2 separate regions of the Drosophila melanogaster genome follow, and region 1 is linked to region 2. A link is a contact called in public Hi-C data. All regions are on one chromosome and are shown on one strand. Each heading gives the region's core, a stretch centred on a gene start, on an enhancer-like site or on the middle of the called end of the contact. The rest is flanking DNA. Distances are from core to core; before and after follow the strand shown. Region 1 holds the start of et (eye transformer). Region 2 holds the start of CG15865.

The links. A called contact is a pair of places that touch in the nucleus more often than the background predicts.
Region 1: a contact with region 2 is called in a Hi-C map of the Kc167 cell line, with 1.5 times the contacts expected there. The contact joins the promoter of et here to the promoter of CG15865 in region 2. A contact is called at or near these places in 2 of 107 Hi-C or Micro-C datasets (the Kc167 cell line and larval central nervous system).

What each region holds. Positions count from the first base shown.
Region 1 is chrX:19,673,846-19,680,074 of dm6, forward strand. It overlaps et (eye transformer), which reads right to left and starts at 2,046. Exons shown (of 3, transcript NM_134499.2): 1 at 1,959-2,046; 2 at 666-1,823. The coding sequence starts at 1,762. It overlaps dome (domeless), which reads right to left. Exons shown (of 3, transcript NM_078688.3): 2 at 4,419-5,485; 3 at 2,216-4,336. The coding sequence ends at 2,694.
Region 2 is chrX:16,661,701-16,668,332 of dm6, forward strand. It overlaps CG15865, which reads right to left and starts at 2,755. Exons shown (of 2, transcript NM_132915.2): 1 at 2,139-2,755; 2 at 1-2,009. The coding sequence starts at 2,755. It overlaps r (rudimentary), which reads left to right. Exons shown (of 8, transcript NM_078653.2): 5 at 3,488-3,627; 6 at 4,335-6,159; 7 at 6,237-6,620.

The sequences.
Region 1 (6,229 bases), core at 796-3,295, 3.0 Mb after region 2:
AAACATGCGCTGCTATCTATTTCACTAGAATCTGTATGCTTAATCTTCTAGCTTTAACTTCTAGCTTTTATAGTTCCTGAGTTGGAGATTGCCAGATCGACTCGGTTATTGATCCTGAACAAGAATATATATACTTTATGTGGTTGGAAACGCTTCCTTCTGCTTTTTACATACGTATTCAACGAATCTAGAATACCCTTTTTGCTCTACCAGTAACGGGTATAAAACGAGGTATATATCGAGCATTCTAAACATATTTCGGCATATGCTAATGGCAAAAAAATACATAGTTCCACTTTTGGGAGGTTCAAATCTGTCAGGTGACCTAAATAAGTTGTGAAATAAGTCCTTGTTTTGCCCATCAATACTATAAAATGCTATAAAGTGCCGAAAGTTCTTCAAATCGGATACATGCATTAAAAAGTTATGAGCGAGCCTTTTTGCAAACGTAACGCACGACTTGCCGTATGTAAGGTAATGGGTATCTGATAGTCGAATTCGCGGAGATCTCTTGTTGTATGTAAATAGGGCGCTTAATGTGCCAAAGATTCTAAAATGATTTACTAGGCTTTCGGTTTTTAAAGCTCAATATGTTTTTGAAAAACTCTTTTTAGGTCTCGATGGTAATCTCATGGTAATCTAGTGCATGTAGTGCTTACCCGTACCTAGTGCTCGCCACGTATGTCTGCTCGGCTCCATTGAACTCCAGCTCGTCCAGCGGCAACCAGTAGACTTTGAGCTCCCTTTTAGCACGGTCGTGGGAGAAGCCATTGGCCAGGAACCGTGGCGGACGGGCGGGCAAGGATGCATTCGTGGTGAGTTCGAACTCGGGGTACCTTTCCGACCAGGGGGATCCATGGAGACGACGGCTTAGGCTAACATAGAACAACTGATTGCCCTCCGGTGGATTTCCAAAGCAGACCTGGTCGAAAACACTGACAGCTCGCATCTGCGAAACGGTGAGATTCCTCGACAAGTTGGGCAGCTTGGAGTGGCGGAACTGCACGTTCAGTTCAAACGTTCGATTCGGGTAAATGAAGGGTCCGTTCCACTCCAGACAAGTCTGGTTGGGCGTTTGTATCATGTTGTGCTTGCCGCGTGGCCATTCCAGCACCTCCATTTCGGCTTGCGTTAGCCTCAGCACCTTGCTCTGGTTGCCCAAGTCGTCGCTCATGATCAGCCTGAAATCCCTCCATTCCGGTGCACGGCTGTTCGGATCAATGGGCACGGAGCACTCCACTTTGCCCCTGCTGCGTTCGTCCTCCGACTTCCTGCAGTCGATTGGCTTGGCCCTGCCCATGGCCAGCTGGTAGTGGGTTTTGTTCTCGAAATTGCCGTTCTCCATGCGGCTGAAGGTGCACCTCAAGTAATAGACCACGTCGCGGCATACGAAATCCTTCAAATTCAGCAGGGCATAGACTCGGACGCACACATGACTCTGGATGACGCCATCCAGAAGGCACTCATACCTTCGTTCCCACTCGTTGGCTGGATTTGCATCCACGTGCACCACGGTGCCGTTGTACGAGTCCGTTGATTCTATTGTGCCCTGCCTTCGCACAGACATCTTCCTACCCTCACCACCGTCACATTTGCAGGACACCTTGCCGATGGTGCCGGAACGCCAGCTAGGTCCGCCGAGGGACTGCATCTCGCAGTTCGCCTGCGGCATATGCAACGCATTCTCCGCCAGCGCACGGGCCATGAGCGTCGCCAGCAATGTCAGCGAAAGCAGGCGGCTTATACGCGTCCTCCAGCCCATGGGTGCTCCTTTCTCCGCAGTGACTCCTAATCGCAACTTCCGATGCTTCTAAAGCTAGGCGCTGGAATTAGAAATTGGATACAGCCCGATTACGGAACTATGTATGTACATATTTCAAACATCCACTCGACGAGGAGAAAGCAAATGAGTTGAGTGCAAAATGCATGGGCATGCTGATAAGACCGCAAGACTTTACGATCTTGAATCCGTGGTGGTGTCCAGTGTGGAGGCAAGCGTACCTCCAGCTCGTGGGATCCGACTGCTCGAGAGCGATCTGTGCGACTGAGCTCAATCGCGAGACCCAAACGCCAGCTTGGATGGAGCATATCGATAGGGACAGCCAGGCGCGCATATACGTCCATATATGTATATATGAACAAGTATATGTATGTATGTATGTATAGCTAACTTATCGCCAAAGCTCGCGAGAGAATCAAAAAGCCAATTTGAAATCTTATTTAAAATTAGCTTTATATTGAAATACAGCGATGTGCGTATTGTGTAAATAGGGTATTAATAGTATAAGCTCGATCCGCTCGACGCGTGGATGGTTAAGTGGGTAAGTAAGTGTACAGTACGAATATATATAAAAAAATACTATTGCGTTACAAATACTTTCTGCCTCACACGCATCGCAAAGAATACAAAATAAATTACAAACGTAAAACTACATTCGTCCGAGGAGTTTTCACTAATTACTATAAACAGCTGCCCGACAGTGGTTTCTAGTTTCCAGATTCCAGATTCTAGTTTACAGGTTCTGGGTTCTGGGTTCCTCGTCCTGGATTTTGGTTGCTGGGGCGATCCGGTGACCAGATCATGGCGTTGGAAGGATATGCGGCTGAAGATGAGTTGATGAATTATCGATGCGAACGCGAGGAAACGATAAAATGATGCACACCCGTGCATAAATGATGAGCGCTCCGGTATCTTAGAGGACGTGCCGATTGTGGGCCATGGCGTTCAGATCCTGCGGCGTTACGTAGCCATTGATTTGCGGCTGGAGGCGAGAGTGCTGGTTGCCGCCTCCCGGCGCCCCACCAGCGGCGTGCGTCGGCGATCCCACGGTGGCGGCCAGAGGTGGCTTTATCAGCCCAGTGAGCTGCAACTGCTCCATGGTGGTATAGCCGATGTCAGCCATTTTGGGCGTGGCGGCAGCTGGACTTGCGGCGTGAACCGGCGGTAGCTGTAGCGGTGGCGAAGTTGCTGGCGAAGATCCCGCAAAGGCTGGTCCTCCGGTTTGCGACAACGGAGCTGCGACGAGCGGCTTCAGCTTGTGCAGATCCGAGGCCTGCACGTAGTTGTCCATGTTGAGCAAGTGGGCCGGTGGGAAAAAGGTCGACGCAGCGGCTGCGGTGGCGGCGGAAGGTACTGCTGGCGACCCAAACGGTTGAACTGGAGCCGGATTGAACCGAGATTGTGGAATGGGAACGGGCACGTAGCCGCTGAGCGGAATCTGGGACAGCGGCTGGGACATCGGAGCGGTCATTGCAGTCGAAGGAACTGAGAACGTGTGATCATTATCCGAGGGACCGTTGCCGCCCCAGCTCTTCATCTGTGTGGGCTTGATGTAACCATTGGTGCAACTCTGCTCCCGATCCATTTCGCTCTCGCGCTGCTGTTGCTGCTGCTCCCGCTCCCTCTCCTGCTCACGATCCCTCTCCCTCTCGCGCTCCCTGTCGTTCTGGACGAGAAGGCCATGCCGCATGGCCAGGTAGCTGGTGGGCGGACCAACTGCGCTAATTGGCCCTGTCTCGTGATTGTCATCGTATCCATCGCGATCCACGCAGCCGCCGCCACCAGAGGAGGACGCTGTGCGCAGCAGCAGTTTCGAGCTCTCACTGCCGCAGCTACTGAAGTCGTGCGGCAGATCCTGCGGCGTGTATGGCGGCGAGTCGTCCACCCGTGTGCACACGATGCCTCCGCTGACGGACGAGTCTGGACCCAGGCCCAATCCCAGGCCACCCATGTCTATGGGCTTCTTCATGGTCTCCATGATTCCCTGCGGCAGCACTAGACCGATATCGGACATCTTGCGGTATTTCTTGTACACGAGGTAGAAGATGACGCCCAGCACGAGAATCGCCACGGTCACCTCAATGGTCTGGTACATGGCCTTCACGCTGTGCGTGTCCGGTGTACAGATGAATCCGTAGATGCCCCAATCGGATCTGTAGAGCCGGTAGGCGGTCATGTTGGCAGCGTAGGCCTCGAACTGCAGCCGCTCCTCTTCGCCGAGCGCATCGGTGCGTGCCTCGCATCCCTTGCCGTTGGTCGACATAAGCAAAACGGCACCTTCCGCTGCATCCGCTCCGTTCAACTGCGGATGCTGCTCCACGTTGATGGCACGCACCGCTAGCTGGAAGGGATTGTGGCTGGTGCAGCGCGGCGTGGCCATCACATAGGATAGGTTCCTGCCCGGCAGAATGGTGCTTGTCAGGCAGCTGGCGTTGTTGTCGCGCAGCGAGATCTCGTAGAAATCAATGCGTCCGGCCGGCGTCCTTGGCGGTTCCCAGTCGAGACGTGAGCTCTGATCCGGATTGTTGATCACGTACAGTTGTGGCGGCGAGGGAACTGCGCAAAGGATTACACGGATAAGTATACATTGCCTATTTACACTGGCTTCAATGCTAGCGAAACCATCGATAGCACTTACCTCCGATGGCCGTGCTGAAGAGGATCACATTGCTGGGCTCCGATGGATAGACGGTCCGCGCACGCACGCTAATCTCGTACTTGGTGAATGCGGTGAGATTGCCCAGCCGGTAGGTGATGGGCTTCTCGTTGTTCACCAGCTCGTCGGCGGAGGCGCTTACGCGGAATGTATCGGTCACGTTGTCATGTAGCGAGCGGAAGGTGCCCTCGTAGGCGCGCACCACGCCGTTGGCCAGCAGCGGTGGCTTCCAGGCGAGCTCCACGCTGTCGCTGGTCACGCGGATTAGCTGCAACTCCCGCGGCTGGCTAGGCGCCGCCTCTCCGGTGCGGTTGACCAGCTCGTCGCTGTACTTGCTGACCCGCGAGTCCGAATACATCAGCATCTTGACACTGTAGTCCGTGTAGGGCACCAGATTCTGGATGACGTGCTTGTTCGTATAGCGATCGATGGTCACCGTCGTGCAATTGTCCGGACGGCCGGCCGAGCGCTGGCAGTAGGTCAGATTATAGCCGGCCAGGATCACTGCGCAGACGCGCTCCGACCAACTGACCGTCAGTGAGGTGCTGGTGGCCACATCGATCGACGGCTCCATCTTGGCCAAATCGTCCTTCTTGTCGCTACTGCAGATCGCCCAGTGTAGGCCCGTATTATGCGATTGGTAGTTGGCCGACACGGCCATGTGCAGCGTGAGCAGTTGGTCCGGTGACGTGGTGAAGTGATGCAGACCGCTTGCGACCTCCGCGAAGCGTATCGAACCCTCGCATTCCGACTGCAGGCCCGGCTTGGGCACGCACCAGAAAACGGTGTAGTTCTGCAGTTCCCGCTGATCGCTCGGCGGATCCCAGCTGAGCGTGTAGCTCTTGTTGGTCGGATGATAGACGCTGCGTATGTTCCTGGGCTCGCGCACCTTGAAGTCCCGATTGCTAATGGGGCCGATCGTCATCGGAGTGGCGTTCACAGACAGACCCTGGCTATTGCTGCTGCGGATGAGGAAGTGATGGACGGCACTCATGCTCCAGTGATCGATCATCGCCGAGTTGGACTCCACCTTGATGAGGCCAGGATCCCTGAACGAGTCGAGGTATAATCATATTAGCTAATGTATGGTAATGAAGATATGCATCTTACTAAACTAGACAATTGAAGAGTGTCTCGACTACCAGCTACCCTGTACTCACATAACAAATTTTTCAAATATGTAAGTGCGCGTGGGCGCCATCTGTTGGCGGAGAACAGCATTGTTTTGCTATCTGTGTTTAGGTTCACAAAAAAAATGTTTATGTAATTTGTGATAAGAAACTTTTTTCCAATTAAATAATATCAATGAAATTAACAAAACATACTGATTAATAATTCAAGCGAAGCTGGGTTTAATAGTTGAACTGCGGTCAATAATTGTATATATTATACCGAAATTTATATTTTTCTTGGTAAATATTAATGTGATAAACCAAGCAAAAAAAAAAAAAAAACAATAATAAAAACATATAGTGATTAGCAAGGTAGCAAAAGTATCCATTGAATTCTTTATATTTTCAGTCAAACGGCACTCGCAATTCTTAGGAATACATTTTTTTTCTGGGTAAGGATCATTTGGGAGAGTTCACATGGATCACGTGGATCCAAAATACCCGATGTAAAATCGTTACTGTTGCACAACGTATATGTAAGTATGGTTTATTTTTGAAACAACAGTATAATCTTTACTCAGAATATTTAATTCCAAGGAACAGCAGTTCTCGGAATCGCAATCCTATTTGTCATGGAAAGACGAGCATTTATCTACGCAAGTTGTCATTTATTGAGGGAAT
Region 2 (6,632 bases), core at 1,505-4,004:
AGCAACCGAGGTGCTGATAAAGGCGGCACAATCTTTGCCCATGCTCCAGATAAAGCTGTGCATGTCCACGGTTGCCAAACCGAATGGCACGAGCCAACATGGCCAGCGAATGATCCAGCAGAAGTTCGATCAGATTGCTCCTTCGCAGGATCTCCAAGCCGTTGTTCAGTTGCGGTTTCGCTGCTTCCTGGCTCTTGGAACTTTCCGGATTGGAGCGTGCCAATAGCAATTGGCGATCCAGGGAGTCGAGCGAGCAACGTCTTTGTTCCGTCGCCGAGATTTGAAATTGCTGAGTCGTGGCCCTTAAGAGCTGTGTCTTCCTGCGCAGCTTTCCTCTCGAGCGCTCCTGGTGCTGAGCCAATCCCAAGAGTCCCTTGGCATCGGTGATCTCCGTCCTTTCGGTTTTTTTTTTCGTTTCCACCTGCTGCCCGCCATTGTTTTCTTCACAGTTCTGCAGAGCGGGAAATCCCTGACGTGGACGCGAGAACTTGCCCCGTCCGTGCAGCTCCAGGTAATCCTGGCTAAAGAGATTCTCCAACAGTCGCTTGTACTCCAGTTGCGGGTAGAATTCCGGCGCGTGCTGAAGATTCCTCAGTGCCTGGATGACATGCAGCAGCGGTTGTTCCGCAATTCCGGCCATTATGCTGCGCAGCTTCATCAGCGTATCCTCTGGGATATGCTCGAATAGATTGCGCCGCTCAATGAAGTAGTCGCTCAGGTGTTTCTTGGCCAAACAGGCGTCGAAGGAGCGAATGAATCGAACCAATCGCTCGCCCAGAAACTCCTCTGGCCAATCATTGCTGTGCTGCTCACATTGCCAAAACATATGGGCTCTCAGCTGTTCGAGCAAAGCTCCCGGGGATTGGTCACAGGATGTGGTTGATTCGTCCACAAAGGTTTTGACCAGCAGCTTCATTAGTTGGAACACCTTCAATTGCATGGGCGTCAGGCAGTGCCGCTCGAGAAACTGTTCCGCCTGGGGAAAGACAATGCGCCATTCCAGTTCCCTGAAGGGATTTCGCGAACGCTTTGGTGCATAGCCCACTGGTACAACATGGAAGCCCATGGATCGAATACGTTTTTTCATCTGCTCCGTTGGCCATTGGAATTGTTCGGCAGTATGGAGGTTGGTCAAACGAGGACGAGCCCTCAGCCAAAACTCGAAGGCGCAATCCGGCCAGGAATTGGGCACATGAATGGCGGGCACCAGCTCCTCGCGAGCGGTATATACACTACAGCCGCGATACGAACACGCGGCCAGCTGCGATTGGCTGATGCCCAATTGGTTAGCCAAATGATGACGCAGCACCTCTCCAAAGTACAACATGAACTGCTGCGAACTGAGGTAGCACTGCTGCAGTTGCTCCACATGACACTGGCGAAGCACCTCCACCGTTTCATAGCCAGCCGGTGGATATTTGCGATTATCGGAATTCGCCTCATCCTTCTCGTCCTCGTCACTGCTGGAGGCGGCGGAGGATGACTCCTCGTCGTCGGTTTGCTCTAGCCAAGGAGGCAGACAATTGGCCAAACGGCGAATGCAATTCCCAGGTAGGACATTCCTCTGGAAATTGAAATCGCGATCAAATCGCAGCTCCTCCAGCGGTCGCGGAGTATTCAACCTGGCCAAGTAGACATAATCGTAGTCCCCCGAACTGTAGCCCGAGGATGGGGAGTTGGATGCGGAGGATCCCACATCACCGTAGATGCATTCCTCATCGCTGCTGGCCGGCAAAGATAAGCTGGAGCTAGTGGGCGTGCCCGCCTGCGGATGCGGCAATTGGTCGCGCAGCTTGAGGCGAACATAGCCCATCCACCTGGTCATCTCCATCAAGTTGACTAGCTCCGAGGGGCAGGGCGTGGTCCGGTAGTAGTCCGTCTCCAGGAGCACCTTGCACAGTGCCGCCACGGTGTCGTAGTTGGCATCGTGGGGTCGCGCCACGTCAACGTTCTCAAAGACCACATAGGTCACGGGTTTCTGCAGCAGCTGTGGTGGACTCTTCGAAGATCTGAAATCGGTTATAAATACATATATTAAAAACCAATTTTAAAATGAAAAAAGAGAAGATCATAAAATGTAGGCAAAAAAGTATAGAAAAATCTAGAAAGTATGGAGAGAGGATAAGGAAAAGACTTACGGCGGCTTGAAGAGCAGGTTCCTGGCGACAGCTGCATCGATGGCGCTACTTTGGAGCAAGCTGTGCTCGGCCAGCTTTTCGGCGGAGCAGTTGCGTCGCCTGGCCACGATTTGGGCATCGACCACGGCCATCTCGGCCTCGAAGTGCCCAAAGAACTGGATACCCAGAAGCAATTGGTTCAGCAGGAAGGTGTGCAGTTCGCGGTCCAATTGGTGTAGGGTCCTCTGCTCCACGGTCCGCTGGAACTCCTCGCGCTGCTGCTCCAATGTTCTGGCATACAGGGCACTGACACATTCGGTGGCCGTGCTTCCATTGCTGCCGCCCAGTAGACGCAGTTGCAGGGCGAGATCAGGATGGCTTTTTCCGTTGATGTGTCGTCTGTGAATCGATCCACCACGACCGAGGAAAGATCCTCCGGCGCTGGCAGATCCAGATCCTGCGCCCTTCTTTCGGCGACGTTTACGCGCGTTACGCTTTTGGAGCTTCTGCAGCTGGCGGAGATGCTTCTCCTCTTGGCGCCGCCTCCTCTGTTGGCGCTGGGCGGGAATGCCCGCCTGCAGGGCATTGGGCGTGGCACTGGAATCCACCTGCTCGGATCGCGACCAGGAGCAGCCCATACTCAACGGACGATCGCTGATTTGTGACTGAATTCCGGCTGATAAAGTGTACAATCTGCGATCGGAGTTCACCAATCACCAATTACCAATTACCTGCGATCTGCGATCTAGTAATGGCAATCGGAAAGATAAGAGCTGAACGACTCTTCCGGCCACCACCTCCTTCGGCCCAATTATCCATTATCAGCCAGTTCCTGGTGCTTCCATGAAAACGGAATTGATTTCCACTTCACTGTGCCGCACAAACAGACAAAAAACTCAAGGAGGCGTCTAAAATAGATGGTCTTCAAAGGAAATATAATATAAAAATTGATCTATTGAATTCTTATCTTAAAATAGTAACTTAAGATTTTCTTCTGATTGCACTCTTAGTTCGATTGAATATATCTTATTACCACTATTCACATATCAAATGTTCAAAGTTCGATTTATTTGGAATTATTGTGTAAGATCGTACATATCTGCACCACTGTGCCATTGCCATGGCCTGTTGCTCTATTGTCTTCGATGTAGACATGAAAGATCCATAAATAATGGTATCTATATGGTGTACTCTGGGCAAACAATTGATTGGAAGTAGAGTTGGTGGCGCGGATGACGATGACATGTGGCCTTGGTGATGATCGGTCGGTCGCATTCTCTATATATATATATATATATATATACCATTGTATATGATCTATGTCTATGTACGAGTAAATATTGTATATATGTGTGCTTTTGCCCTTGCAGGTGGAATCCGTGCAGTGGACATTCGACAAGACGACTCCCGATGACATCAACGGTGAGCTGAGACACCTGGCCGAGTTCCTGGCCAACAAGCAGTTCGACCTGGTCATCAACCTCCCGATGAGCGGCGGGGGTGCCAGGCGGTGAGTACGATTCGATGGTGACTCTTTTTAATGGCCCCCAAATATATATGCCACTAAGTTGGTGATCCATGGAACTTCAGGAAGAAGTCTGCAAGTGCGAATAGTATTTGTTTTCTAATTGTGTTTACCTATAAAACATATATAACATATTTCTTGTAGCGGATATGCATATTTATATAGCTAACCTACTTTGATAAAAGTTCTGTTTTCAGGGGTATTAACGACTTAATGATTCAATATTCAAACAAATGTTAGTCACTGGAATTTTTGGGCCTTGAACACAGTTTGCACAACAATTTGGCATATAATTTAAGTTATTAAGTTATAAAAAGGGCTTGTCTTAATTCCATTTCTTATCTGGCTCAGACATCTTAAATGTTATTTATATTTTCTTTAAAGTCCAATTGGAGTGCAAAGTACTTATAACTGAGTGCAAAGAATTTTCGTTTGTGTGGAGTAAAACTGATATCCGAACGATATATTTTTAGTGTTTTTTATAAAATTGAAGACAGTTCCAAACCTAAAAAGTATATCTTGTCATGTCCGTATGTCAGTTTATCCGTGTGTTTTTACGCAAGCTATTCTCTTATTTTTAAAATTAGAGCAATTAGTTGAAGAATTAATAGTTGTTAGTTTTAAGGCAGTGCCTTTTGATTATATGTACATATGTATCTCCAAGTAAATGTGATTTCCTGATACTATTCCAGGGTCTCCTCGTTCATGACCCATGGCTACCGCACCCGTCGCCTGGCCGTGGACTACTCCATTCCGCTGGTGACCGATGTGAAGTGCACCAAGCTTCTGGTAGAATCAATGCGAATGAACGGTGGCAAGCCGCCAATGAAGACGCACACGGATTGTATGACCTCGCGTAGAATTGTGAAGCTGCCGGGCTTCATCGATGTGCATGTGCATTTGCGGGAGCCGGGAGCCACGCACAAGGAGGACTTTGCCAGTGGAACAGCAGCCGCTCTGGCTGGCGGCGTGACCCTCGTGTGCGCCATGCCCAATACAAATCCCTCGATCGTGGACAGAGAGACGTTCACCCAGTTCCAGGAGCTGGCCAAAGCGGGAGCTCGATGCGACTATGCCCTGTATGTGGGGGCCTCGGATGACAATTGGGCGCAGGTCAACGAGCTGGCCAGTCATGCGTGTGGCCTTAAGATGTACTTAAACGACACTTTCGGCACCCTAAAACTGAGCGACATGACCAGCTGGCAGAGGCATCTCAGCCACTGGCCCAAGCGGTCTCCCATCGTTTGTCATGCGGAGAGGCAGAGCACAGCGGCTGTGATTATGCTGGCCCATCTTCTCGACCGTTCGGTTCACATCTGCCATGTGGCGCGAAAGGAGGAGATCCAATTGATTCGTTCCGCCAAGGAAAAGGGCGTCAAGGTGACCTGCGAGGTGTGCCCCCATCACTTGTTCCTCAGCACCAAGGATGTGGAGCGTTTGGGTCACGGAATGTCCGAGGTAAGGCCATTGCTCTGCTCACCGGAGGATCAAGAGGCTCTGTGGGAGAATATTGATTACATCGATGTATTTGCCACCGATCACGCGCCACACACACTGGCCGAGAAACGTTCGGAGCGTCCACCGCCTGGATTTCCGGGCGTGGAGACCATTCTGCCGCTCCTCCTGCAGGCTGTTCACGAGGGTCGTTTGACGATGGAGGACATCAAGAGGAAGTTCCATCGCAATCCAAAAATCATCTTCAACCTGCCGGATCAGGCGCAGACCTACGTGGAGGTGGATCTCGACGAGGAGTGGACCATAACGGGCAATGAGATGAAGAGCAAGTCCGGCTGGACACCATTTGAGGGCACCAAGGTCAAGGGACGCGTCCACCGGGTGGTTCTTCGCGGCGAGGTGGCCTTCGTCGATGGCCAAGTGTTGGTGCAGCCCGGCTTCGGGCAGAATGTGCGCCCCAAACAGAGTCCATTGGCGTCGGAGGCATCACAGGATCTGCTGCCCAGCGACAACGATGCCAATGACACCTTTACCCGCCTCCTCACCTCCGAAGGACCCGGTGGAGGCGTACATGGAATATCGACCAAGGTGCACTTTGTGGACGGAGCCAACTTCCTGCGCCCCAACTCGCCATCCCCACGCATCCGTCTGGATTCCGCCAGCAACACCACGCTGCGGGAATACTTGCAGCGCACTACCAACTCAAATCCGGTGGCCCACTCGCTAATGGGCAAGCACATCCTTGCCGTTGACATGTTCAACAAAGATCACCTCAACGACATCTTTAACCTGGCACAGCTGCTCAAGCTGCGGGGTACGAAGGATCGTCCGGTGGACGAGCTGCTGCCAGGCAAGATCATGGCCAGTGTGTTTTACGAGGTCAGCACGCGGACGCAGTGCAGCTTTGCAGCTGCCATGCTGCGTTTGGGAGGGCGAGTGATCAGCATGGACAACATCACGTCGTCGGTGAAGAAGGGCGAGAGCCTGGAGGACAGCATCAAGGTTGTGTCCAGCTATGCCGACGTCGTGGTGCTCCGTCATCCATCGCCCGGAGCTGTAGCGGTGAGTAGAAGTCCGTGGAACCGTGTTCTATATGCCATTGAATCCATTATCTACTTAATTTTTTTTATTTCCAACAGCGCGCAGCGACCTTCTCCCGAAAGCCGCTTATCAATGCCGGCGATGGCGTCGGTGAGCATCCCACGCAGGCGCTGCTGGACATCTTCACCATCCGCGAGGAGTTTGGCACTGTGAACGGGCTGACCATCACCATGGTGGGCGACTTGAAGAACGGACGGACCGTGCACTCGCTGGCCCGCCTGCTGACCCTGTACAATGTGAACCTGCAGTATGTGGCGCCGAATAGCCTGCAGATGCCCGATGAGGTCGTCCAGTTCGTCCATCAGCGCGGCGTCAAGCAGTTATTTGCACGCGACCTAAAGAATGTGCTGCCCGACACGGATGTGCTCTACATGACTCGCATTCAGCGCGAGCGTTTTGATAACGTGGAAGATTACGAGAAGGTAAAAAGGGTC